Linked DNA regions of Mus musculus: regions 1 and 3 are each linked to region 2. Evidence: chromatin contacts called from public HiChIP or PLAC-seq and Micro-C data. All regions are on one chromosome and are shown on one strand. The core of a region is the stretch at or near the end of the contact, and the rest is flanking DNA. Distances in the headings are between cores, read along the strand shown. Region 1 overlaps Plekhm1 (pleckstrin homology domain containing, family M (with RUN domain) member 1). Region 2 holds the start of Hexim2 (hexamethylene bis-acetamide inducible 2). Region 3 holds the start of Gjc1 (gap junction protein, gamma 1).

The links. Hi-C and Micro-C count contacts between places; a contact is called where the count stands out from the background. HiChIP or PLAC-seq counts read pairs in DNA pulled down with a chosen protein or histone mark.
Region 1: an H3K4me3 HiChIP or PLAC-seq map of bone marrow-derived macrophages shows a contact between it and region 2, with 2.9 times the contacts expected there. The contact joins the enhancer-like site here to the promoter of Hexim2 in region 2. A contact is called at or near these places in 1 of 39 promoter capture datasets (the 3T3-L1 cell line), 5 of 115 datasets of contacts at active chromatin or transcription factors (bone marrow-derived macrophages, effector CD8 T cells, embryonic stem cells and 2 more) and 3 of 9 other capture datasets (liver, macrophages and pancreatic islet).
Region 3: a Micro-C map of embryonic stem cells shows a contact between it and region 2, with 4 times the contacts expected there. The contact joins the promoter of Gjc1 here to the promoter of Hexim2 in region 2. A contact is called at or near these places in 1 of 39 promoter capture datasets (neural stem cells) and 1 of 484 Hi-C or Micro-C datasets (embryonic stem cells).

What each region holds. Positions count from the first base shown.
Region 1 is chr11:103,395,075-103,398,937 of GRCm38.p6, forward strand. Plekhm1 (pleckstrin homology domain containing, family M (with RUN domain) member 1) reads right to left here. Exons shown (of 12, transcript NM_183034.2): 3 at 1,953-2,200; 4 at 1-240. Among named protein-coding and RNA genes, the nearest start is that of Plekhm1, 16 kb to the right of the region's middle. Within about 2 kb of position 1,772, at least 43 of the 459 cell types and tissues checked have an H3K27ac peak or open chromatin away from gene starts, as enhancers often do. A contact at or near this core is called in bone marrow-derived macrophages and pancreatic cancer cells, where this site is marked.
Region 2 is chr11:103,131,562-103,135,506 of GRCm38.p6, forward strand. Hexim2 (hexamethylene bis-acetamide inducible 2) reads left to right here and starts at 1,798. Exons shown (of 3, transcript NM_027658.2): 1 at 1,798-1,896; 2 at 2,474-2,580. The coding sequence starts at 2,518.
Region 3 is chr11:102,817,010-102,820,765 of GRCm38.p6, forward strand. It overlaps Gjc1 (gap junction protein, gamma 1), which reads right to left and starts at 2,150. Exons shown (of 3, transcript NM_001159382.1): 1 at 1,961-2,150.

The sequences.
Region 1 (3,863 bases), core at 522-3,021, 260 kb after region 2:
GAGAGTTCGAAGGACAAGGATGTTAGTCCTTGCAGGAAGCTCAGGAGGAACTCAGCCTCCTCGGCATCTCGAAGCAGGGCTGTGGGCTGATAGTACTCGCACAACCGTGCAGGTTCCTGCAGGAGCAGTTTCAGATAGCACTCCATCAGACCGTCATTGAGGGCCAACCGCAGCCAGGCTCGGCAACGGCCTACATCTGTGTTGATGAAGACCAGGTGCTCCAAATCTGAGACAATGTGTCTGCAGGGGGACAGAGCAGATGTGTTGCAAGAAACTGCCTCAAATCTCAGAGATGTGGTTCAAGCTACTGCTTAGCAAGAACGAGTGATAAAGTACTGAAAACATGATCGTATTCAGACATAAAATTCTGGGGACGATGTCTCGGGAATGCAGGAAAGCTGAGCTGTTGAGCTCTAGCTACCAAACATCATCTGCTAACCCAGGACATACCGGCTGAGTCCAACCCCAGTTCCTAGGGAATAAAGCCAGAGCTTGTGCACACTAGGCAAGCATTCGACTACTGAGATTCGCTCTCAGTCGAGAGCAGCTGGCACTGCAGGGAACACTCAGACCCTAGGTGCACAAACTCAGTTCCCAAAGCTTCGGTCTGACACAGCCACAGTCCCCTTCTCTGCTGCCACGGTGTCCTGTGCAGAAGTGTACCCCCAGTCCTCTGGACTCAGTGTAAGCTGTACTTAACTTCGGCAGTATTACTGACTGGCTAACTGACTCAGGGTACCACTGAGCTGGATATAGAGACAACTAGAAACTCAGTCTCTGGGACTGGAGCGGTGGCTCAGTGGTTAAGAGCACTTGCTGTGCTTCCAGAGGATCTGAGTTCAAGTCCCAGCACATATGTTGAGTGCCTCACATACTCATAACTCCAGCTCCAGGGGATCTGATTACCTCTTCTGGACTCCATAGGCACCCACATGCATGTGGCATAGACACACAGGCACACACTCATACACACAAACTTAAAACAAAACTTAAAAACAAAGAAACACACTGTTACTTGGAAGAGAGCTAAAAAAACCAAGACAGGGCACTATCAGCAGCTACAGGAAGGCAGACCAAAGACTGACAAGGTGTCTTCAGGCACTTAACACTTTACGGAGGCAGTGCTAGGTACCAGCATAGGGTCTAAGCAGCCAAGGACAAGGCCAAAGACAGGGCCTTAGGGTGAATATTCAGAAATATATCTGGTTTCTAGGCTAAGTGCCACACATACCTCATCATGAACATAAAGTTCAGAATACAGGAGCTGGAGAAATGGCTCCCTGGTTAAAAGCACTGGCTGCTTTTGCAGAGGACCCAGGTTCTATTTTCAGCGCTCACATGGTGGCTGGCTCAATCATCTGTAGGTCCAGTTCCCAGGGGTCTGGCATCCTCTTTTGGCTTGTGTGCCCTGCACCAGACACATACATGGTGCACAGATACTCATGTAGGGGGATACTTACACATATAAAATTTTAAAAAACATATATTTTAAATTTAGAAGACAGACTTGAATATTCAAAGGCAAGTCAGCAACATTTCCTGCTGGGCGTGGTGGCGCACGCCTTTAATCCCAGCAGAGGCAGGTGGATTTCTGAGTTCCAGGCCAGCCTGATCTACAAAGTGAGTTCCAGGACAGCCAGGGCTATAAGGAGAAACCCTGTCTTGAAAAAAAAAAAAAAAAAGGAGAGGGGATACTTTAGTCTTCTCAGGCCACACCACTCAGCAGTAAGTACATGACTCAGCCTAGCGGAGTCTAAAGGTCATTAGTGCTGGGGTGAGGAGAAGCCACAGGCTCTAGAGGAGTGTCTCAGGGTCTGGAGGCAAGCCTTCCTTAAGCCTAGCCCTACAGTCACTGCATAGCGACTACACCACAACACTGCTTCTGGCTGTGCCACCCTGGAGAGGAGCCCAGCGCCCCAGGCTGAAGCTCCTCTCTCCCTGACGGATCTCACCTGTGGGTGATGGCTTTCAGAAGGGGCCAGAAGACAGGCTGAGGCAGAGCCTTCTGGTGAGTGTGCTTCTTCCTTTTGCCGCCAGCCTCGGCGCGGATGTGCTTGGCATGCAGGCCGTGGATGAACACAGCCTCCAGGGCACTGCACATGGTGTTGGCATCTCCATCTTCACTGGTGACCACTGTGTCCAGAGACACATGCTGTTTCTGCAGAGCCTTCACGGATCCCACGAGCTTCTTCTTGATGACCTAAGTTGTGTTAAACACAAGGGCAGACTTTAGAGGGAAGTCCTATGTGGAGCCCCTGGAATGTAGTCCAGGGCCTGTTTTTTGAGGTGTGTGACCACACACACTTATGTATGTAACCTAGACTCCTTCTGCAAAGCTAGCTATTGTGGCAAGTGAAGATCCGGCATACAGAAGAAATGGTTTTGTACATCTATTTTTTTTTTATTTTTTATTTAAAAGAAAAAGTTTTAATTAAATTTATTAATGTATGTGTGAGTGTTTGGCCTACATGTATGTATGTGTATCACATGTGTGCCTAGTGTCTGAGGTTAGAAGAGGGTATCAAATTCCCTAAAACTGGAGTTATGGATGGTTGTGGGCCACACACCATGTAGATGCTGAAAATCAAACCCAGATCCTCTGCAAGAGCAACAAGTGCGCCCTATCTCTCCCTCTCTCTTTTTAAAATATCTATTTATTTATTTTACGTACGTGAGTACATACATGGTCACTGTCTTCAGACACACCAGAAGAGGGCAATGGATCCCATTACAGATGGTTGTGAGCCACCATGTGGTTGCTGGGATTTGAACTCAGGACCTCTGGAAGAGCAGCCTGTGCTCTTAGCTGCTGAGCCATCTCTCCAGTCCCGTATCTTTTGGTTTTTAAAACTAAACATCAATCTTGTATTTAACTACTGAAATGGTGGCTTGGGGGCACTCGGCAGAGACAAGCTAAGGAGGCAGAGTATTTCTTTAGAACAATAACAAAGAAAGGACCAGCAAGTGTGGCTCAAGAGAGTATGCTTGACAGTTACAGCCCTCCATTAGATCCCCAACACTGTGGGGAGGAAAGACCAGTCAAGACCACAGATGTATAATTATATTAGCTAAGAGCCTAGGCCTAGAGCAAAGCTTTAAAGGATTTCTGTAGCTCTGGCTGTCCTGGAATTCACTTTGTAGACCAGGCTAGCCTTGAATCTAGAGATCTATCTGAACCACCATGCCCCGCAGAGGCCATTGCTTGAAGACAGAAATTGGTTTTTCTTTTCTCCTCATGTCTCTAACACTTGCCACTGTGTCTGATACAATAACATATATAAGGCATGCAATTCCAAATGTACACCAGGTGTTGGTGGGAAAATCATACAATCATAGATATGAGTGTATCAAATCTTTAGTGTTTAGCAAAGAACTAGACAGAACTGCAGAAGAACCGGTTTGAAGCAAGTATTAAGTTATAGATAAATACTTCACTTTTATTCTGACTTAATCTGAACAGAGGGTGTTGTTTGGAAAGTTGAATTTTAAAAATTAACAAGTTATAATTTACACTAACTTCTCTGATTTAAATGACAAACTTCGGGGTTTGTTTGTCTTGCTATTTTTGATCCTCCCCAGAAGTAACCACATTTTTCAATTTTGGTTAACTTTTACTTTCACAAATTATTACTACTACTGCTACTATTTTAATTTATTGACACTGAGCATTGCGGCACATTCCTTTAATCTCAGCACTCAGGAGGCAGAAGCAGGCAGATCTCTGTAAGCCTAAGGCTAACCTGGTCTACATAAGGAATTCCAGATCAGTCAGGGCTAAACAGTAAGACCCTGTCTCAAATGAAACAACCAACCAAGCAGATTCATTTACAATGGCTGCTGAGAGGAGAATCAGCCTTCTATAG
Region 2 (3,945 bases), core at 548-3,047:
GGAAATCTTTAAGAAACAAGTTCAGTAAGAGAGCCTTTTAAATGCTGGCAGTGCTATAATGTTAGGTTGTAAGTTTATTCGAGGTCTCCCCTATATCCTATATAACACATAAAGTAGATCAAAACTGCCATTTCTACTTAAGTACTTTCTGCATCTACAGAAGAGATGGCTTCAGTAACAATGAGACAGTGGCACAGAAAATACTCTTTTTAGTTTGTGGAACAAGACTTTAAATGGGACATGGTGTAGGCTTACAAAAAAAAAAAAAAAAAAAATCACATCGGAATTAACTCCCTTTGCCCTTGTAGCACAGCCTCTTCGCCCCTAAGTTACGGCTCAGATTTCAAAATGCAAGCAGATGTTTTTGAAGTACCCGAAATGGGCCACTCCGTTTCTATTACTGGACTGTAGTGACTGAAATTATTTTCTTTCCCCCAACCCTTCAAAGGGCATAACCCCATCCCTTTGGCGTGAAATTTTGAAGTGGGGCGACACACTTCAGGAGTTTCCAAAAGCGGATGCTGACGTTCGAGGTCAGGCCATTGGGAGAGTCGGGGCTCGATGGGAGAAATCTTGAGGGCAAGAGAGCTCAGAAATTTCCAAGCGCTAAGCTCGAGCTTTCCACGTGCCCAGATCTAGTTGGTCCCAGGGGGAGTTGGTGGCTGTTATAGAAGTTAGAGGGTTGTTGCTTTTCGCAGCCCTGAGAAGTGGGATGGACACGGTGTATGGGGGTGGGGAGGCGGGTGCAATCCGGCCGGGCAACCTCGGAGCCTCCAGCTCACTAGCACTGCTCAGGGCATGCGGCCAGAGTTGCAACCTCGGCCCGTCCCTGCGAGCCAGGGTCTCCAACTGGCGTCGCGCCCACCTCGTCCTTCAGATGGGGGTCCGGCTACGCCGGGCCTGGCCGCCATACCCGGGATGAATGGGGGTGACGAGAGGCCTTGGGCAGACCTCGGCCTCAGGATCACGTCCCGGTGGAAGCACAGCAGAGGGGAAGCCGTCTTACTGGCCTCTCCTCTGCTGGGATCCCGGGAAATACGCGGTAATTACCCCAAAAGGCCGCTCTCAAAGGCGAGGCGGAGAGGCTGCCGGGACGGTTTGAGGACTGGGCTCGGCCGGGGAGACGCCAACCTTCACCCTTCCCAGCCCCCGACCCAACTCCCCGCCGTCTCCCGGCGCCGCCACTTCAGGCAGCCCACTCGGCCCGGCCTCTCCCCGCGCCCGGACCACCCCCCATGGGGTGCTCTCACTGCGCAGCGAGTCCCTCCGCTGCCTCCTCCCAGCCCAAAATGGCGGCGGCGGCGGCGGCCCCCGAGCTGCTCGTCGCCTTCCTCAAGGCTAGGGAATCCCTCCGCGCGCAAGCCCCGCCCCCGCGACCGGATCTCTATTTCTCCCTGGTAAAGCCTAACGCCATCAATGAACTCTTTAATTGAGCTCTGACAGGGCGGGTCCAGTTGTGCTTCCGCACAGCTAGTTGTTGACAAAAGTCGGGAGACTGGCAGACAAGCGACCCAATCAAAGAAGAGATCGGTGAGCGCGGGACGTTCACGCAAAGGCAAATAGGTTTTTTTTTTTTTTTTTTTTTTTTTTTTTTTTTTTTTTTTTTTTTTTGGCGTTCCTGGGCATGGTTGTTGACGTAATGGGAGCTTGAAAGTATCCTGGGCAGCTTTCCTAGGGTGGAAGAACTACAACCCCCAGCAGCCATTGCGCTGCCAGGCTGTCCTCTTCGCCCCTCCACCTCCCCCCCCCCCCATCTTAGGGCTTTAGCGGCTTGGCCAGAGCTGCTGCTACTGCAGCAAGAGATAGGGCAGAGGCGTTGAGACTCTCATGGACAGGCGGTCGCACAGAAAGACACACAGAGGTAGTGGTGTACACTAAGCCCTTGACAGCAAATAGGTCAGTCCCACCTTCGTTAAATCTCCCTGCCAGGACTTTTCCCTCCTCCAAGAACTCCATTTTTACTCCCATTGAATTTTTTTTCTTCTTCTTTCTGTCAGCTGCATGTAGTTTGAAGACTTCTTCCCTTTAGCTCCCCGTTCCTTGAGACAGGAGAGAAGCCGTCCAGGCCCTGTAGACAAAAAGACTTCAACCATAGGCTCTGACCAGGTCCCAACCTAGAGAGATTGAAGGTGGTCAAGATAGGGGCTTCCAGGAGCTACAGACCCACCCTCTCCACAGCATCCCCCAAGCAGTGTCCTTTCTGGGTGACAGAGCTCAGGCCTACCCTCCTAACTGCCAGCCTGTCTTTACTTATTAGGAGAGCAGAGGCCCAGGGCCTCTGCTCTCCCACTTGGTCCCTTGCTGGCTAGCAATGTGAAGACTAGAGTATGGAAACAGCCTTCCGAGTCTTCACTTGAAAGTGAAGGCCATGCAGGTCTGGGGCCACAAAATGGCTGCTGCTGCTGTGACAAAACAATTCCTGACCAACCAGCTTCTGCCTAAGGACTTAGGTTTCTGTTGTTGTTCAAAGCAGGTGACAGTAGTTAAAGACATCATCTGCTGCAAGAGTAGGAGAAGATGGCCACTGTGAACCATACCAACTGCAACACAGCGTCACCAGCTGCTCTGGAGGAGGCCAAGGTAAGTACCCACCCTCCCAGCCACCTGAAAGCCCTAAACGTGGGGTCAGATAGCTGAAATCCTAGGGCTTTTGTTGTTTTGTCTTGTTGGTTGGTTGGTAGATTTAGAAAACCAGTATTTTATTTTATTTTCGTTTGTTTGAGACCTTGAGGGGGGAGGTGGGGGGGGGTGTCTTTCTGTGTATCCCCAGCTGGCCTCGAACTTGCAACAACGTTCTTCTTCAGCCTTCCAAGGGCTAAAATTACAGCCTGCACCACCACACCCAGCTAGAAAGCCAGTGTTTTAAATGAGTCTGTACTGTGCTCTGGGAAGTAGGCCAGAATGTGATTCAATGATGGCTCATGAATTCCTAAAAGCCCTTCAAGGTAGATGTTATTTCCAGTGGACAGAAGCTGAGGTTGGAGAGCTGCACTACCTTTTCCAGAATCAGGCAGCCTGTGAGGAACAAAATTCCACCTTACATTTAGGGTCTTCTGATAACAGTACCTTGTCTCTCAATGACAAGTGACCTCAAGGACAAATAACTTGGTTAGAGATTTTGCACTTAAAAAAAAATTTATTTTTTCCGGGCTGAGAACCAAGAATGAGTCAAGACAAGAGATTTCGGTGTACAGGTTGACAGGCAGGGCAGGAAAACCTCAGAGGAGAGGGAGAAAGCGCCTAAGTCCTCAGTAAATGGCAACTTAGTATGTGGGCTGACAGCAGGAACCCACAGAGTCCCAGCCCATGCTGGCTCTCGGTGGCCCTTATCCATCACCACACTTCCAAAATAGCAGAGAGCCAAACATCAGAGAGTTGGTTTCTGTTGTTATTGTTGTTGTTGTTGTTGTTGTTGTTGATTTCACAATGCTAGGAATTGAACCCAGGGCCTTGCCAATGCTAGAAAAGTGCTTTATCATGGAGCTACACCCCAGGCCTTTGCTGTTATTGTTGTTTGCTGGGTTTTGTTTTTGTTTTTGTTTTTTTGACAGCGTTTCTCTGTGTAACAGCCCTGGCTGCCGTGAAACTCGATTTGTAGACCAGGCTGGCCTGTAACTCAGAGACATACTTGCCTTTGCTTCCTGAGTGCTGGCATTGTGTGTGTGTGTGTGTGTGTGTGTGTGTGTGACAGTGTTTAACTCAGAGAGGCTTTTAACCCATTTAAGCCTAGTCTGGGTTTCTTATGGCGTTTGTCAAGTAAGGCTACAAGAGAGGGTGAATGTCTCGTGCAGGTTACAGAGCAGAACTTATCTTTTATAGTGATAGTGGTGGAGGGTCAGAGCTTCAAAATGGAGACAATGAATAAGCAGAGGGACAGAGCTGGCTTGGTTTTAGGCCGGAGTCACTAGGGAACTAAGACTGGGAACAGGAAAATGACCGGAAACA
Region 3 (3,756 bases), core at 900-3,399, 310 kb before region 2:
AAAAACACTGAGGGGGAGAGAAGATTGGTCCTCATCTTTTGTCTGCTCCACTTCCTAGCTGTCCCATACACTCACTTAATGGGGAGAAGGTTGCTGGGATACAGCTTAGTGACAGAGCACATACGTAGCCCTTGGTACAGTCTCCAGGACCACAAAAATGTTTGTTGAATGAACTACCTATAACCCATCATTCTGGAGAGTCAAGCAGTAGGGAGTTCAAAGCCACCCTAGGCTGCATACCAAGTTCCAGATCAACCCATGCCACACAATGATAGCCAGCTTCAAAGAATAACATTAAAAAGTAAAATGTAATCTTTAATGAGATCATCTCACTGTTGTAGGAAACACTTTGGTTAAACACATTCCATGGGTCTGTAAGCTAACCCTTTGCCAAGGTGTACTGAGAGCCAACTCCAGACTTTGTAAAACAAGAATTTACTGCTTGTATGTGAGCCAGTATTCAATACCTCCTCATCCATTCTTTAGCAAAGGAACAGAACTAATAGGATGAAACCAATGTTTTGGAACCATAACACATCAGAACACATTTGCAGAACTTATAATGCCAGTTTTCTCTCCAAAACGCCCTTTGCCTACTCTGCACCCGAAGATCTGGCATCACAAATCGTTTTACCCTTTACCCCGAAGACTGTTCTAATTCCTTTCATTCTGCCATTACACAGCCCTTAAGAAACTCAAAGTAGCTGCAAATAAATCCTGCTGGCCCCAAACAAAACCTGCAATTTTTAACAAAAACTCACAATTAATTTAGTTACAAGCTAAGCAATCAAATTCGTGGGGCCTTTTTTGTTTCTCTTTGTTTTGCATTTTTTGCTCTGAAAAATACCTGCAAACTGTTTACAAGGGGGAAGGATTAATCCCCAAATTACATTATTAATCCTCTTCCTACAGTTACTCATGTACTACAGACAAAATGATTTCTGCCTAACAGAACTAAAGTCTTTCGTTTACAAGGCTTTTTGTACAGCGCTTTCACATATATCCACTTGTAAGGGTGCACAACAAAAGCAATAACTTTTAGACTTAAGACACATACAAGATAACTTATCCAGAATTTGGTCTACCTTGAGTTCCTCGATTGCACCTAGTGTGGACGAGAACAAAATAAAGCCCGAGCACAATGAAATCTGTGGCGTTGCCAGTCCCCGAGGACCAAAAGGAAAATGTCTTCAAATGACAAAAACCAAACTCATCCCACTTCGCAAAAGAAAAGCAATCCCAAATAATCCGCAAAGCGGGGACCGGCGGGGGAGGACCCCAAATTCTAAACATGGGTCATGTAAATCTTTTCAACTCGAAACTCCAAACGCGGCAGCCAGCCCAATCACAGCATTAGCGCCTCCTCTCTATTTTCAATCTGGAGACTCAACGAAGAACAATTAAAAAAAAAAAAAAAAAGGCCACAGCAGAGCTCCAAAGTTTTCCGAAGTGAGAATAAAGTCATCTCAAGTAAAGAAAAGGCGTCCAGCAAGAGGCGACGGGCCGGGTCCTCCCGCCAGCCCCTCTCCCGCTCCGCAGCGCTCGAACCAAACCTCCAGTAAAAAAGGGGGGAAAAAGAAACCTCCGAGGGGGACAGAGGACCCGCCGGAGCCCGCAGCACGCCGCCGAAGAGCGGCCCAGGCCGTCAGACAAAGACGAGCCCGCCCAGCGCCAGCCCGGCCGGGTCCCCCAACCGCCCCGAGGAGTTGCGGGAGCACCGCCGCCCGCTCCCGGCCCGCCCGAGCCGTTTCCCTCCCAATTTGGGAACCGCGCGCCTGGGGACAAAGAGGGCGGGCGCGCCGGCGGCGGGACGCGGGTGGCGACGCCCCTCGGGGCTCGGCGGGCGCTCCTTCCCGCCCTGCCGCCCCCAGGAACCCGGCCCGCCGCCGCCGCCGCTTTCGAGGCGCCTCAGAGTTCGCCCGGCCGCGCCCGGCCCGGGGCCCCTCAAGCCGCCGCTCACCCGGCGGTGGGCGCCCCCGAAGCCGCCTCCTCCGCCGGGCCTCGGCCCGTCCCGCCGGCCGCCGCCTCATGGGCCCCGCGTCGCCATCACCTTCGCCGCCTCGCCGCCGCCGCCACCGCCGCCGCCTCCTTCGCCTCAGCCTTCAAGCCGAGGCTGAAGCCGCTCCGGCCGCGCCCGCCGCCTCCCTCTCTCCCGCTCCCGCCGCCGGGACCCGCGGGGAGGCGCCTGCGCACTGCGTGCCGCGGTGGGGGTGGGGGCGTCCCGTCTCGGCCTGGGAGCGGGGGCGCGGCTGCACGTGCGCCTCGAGTGGGAGGGGGCGCCCGGAGCGCGCGGCCCCGCGCCGGCGCCAACTTTCCGTGACCGGCCGCGCGCGTTCCCGGGCGGTCCCGTACGCGGCGGGGCGCGCGGTGGCGGGAGGACCCCTGCGCGGGGAGCCCCGGTGGGCGGCTGACTTCGAGCGCCGCGGGCTCATTTCCTGTGGCGTGATTCCCCGGAGGAGCCGGCCAGTGACAGCGTGATGGAGACACGCCTCACCTGAGTTTCCAGGGTCGGACCGCAGAGCTCCACCGTTATCTCGTGCGCTAGGTCAGGGCCTTGGTCCAGCGGATCTCGGGATGCTCATGGCCGTTCTAGGCTCTGCTCTGCAGTTGCTCGAAAAACCTCCGGGGCTTCTCGGCCAACCATCCCCGCCTGGTGGAATCATGGTTTTTACAGGCGTTCTGCATAGTTTTGAGGTCCTGGATTTCTCGGATTAGTAAGACCCTAATAGGCCATTTCCTCTTAACTCCTTGCATCCCAGCGGGATCCCAATTACAAGACTTGAAATGCACATGGACAGGAATTCCCCTGGCCGAAACTGCGGGTTAAGAAAAGGAAAACTAGCGGGAGAGACGGCTCAGCGGCTATGCAGTTTGTACTACTGTTGCAGAGAATCTTCTACACCCACGTTGTGTGGTTCACAACCACCTGTAACTCCAGCCTCTGGAGGATCCGACTCTCTCGGGGCACCTATATCGATGTGCACATACCTACACATAGACCCAGAGACACATAATTAAAAATAATAAAAAATAAATCTTTATTAAAAAAGAAACGAGAAATTCCCCTAAATACTTTAACGAGATTGAGACTGGGTGGTGAAAGGCAGTTTACCAAAGAGATGGGAGGGGAGGGCCATTCCTGTACTCTAGAATTACAAATGGATAGGCTTTTTAAAAGTTTTGCCCCTGGACAGGGATGAAATTAAACACTAACAAGTGAGGCGACTTGTGGATCAAATTTCTCCCGAAGCTAGGTCACAGGTTGGGATGAAAAGGGATGGTCCATTGCCTACCCACACCCTCCGAAATTTTGTTTGGTTGCTATGATGTGTGTGGTTTTTTTTTTTTTTTTTTTTAGGAAAGTGCCCAAATTTTTAAATCCTTTTTTTTTTTTTTTTTTTTTGGCTTCTCTCTAAAAATCAAAGAATGTGCTCACTTTGAGCCTCATGTTTCATTTTTGATATTTTGTTTGATTTTTTATGAAACGAAGTCCCATTATAGCACAGGCTGATCTCAGACTCGACCTGTGGCTGAGAGCTAGCTTTGAAGTCTTGATGCTCCTGCCTTTGTCTCAGGAGGCGGGGTCTAAGGCAGACACCACCCCCACTGTGCTGTGCTCTGAACCTTTATTTTTGTTTGCTTCTTTGTTTTTTGAGATGGGGTCACCTTGGCTGTCCTAGAGCTTGTTATGTAGATCAGACTGCTCAGGAACTCAGAGGGATTCCCCAGCTCTTACCTCCTAAGTGCTAGGAGTAG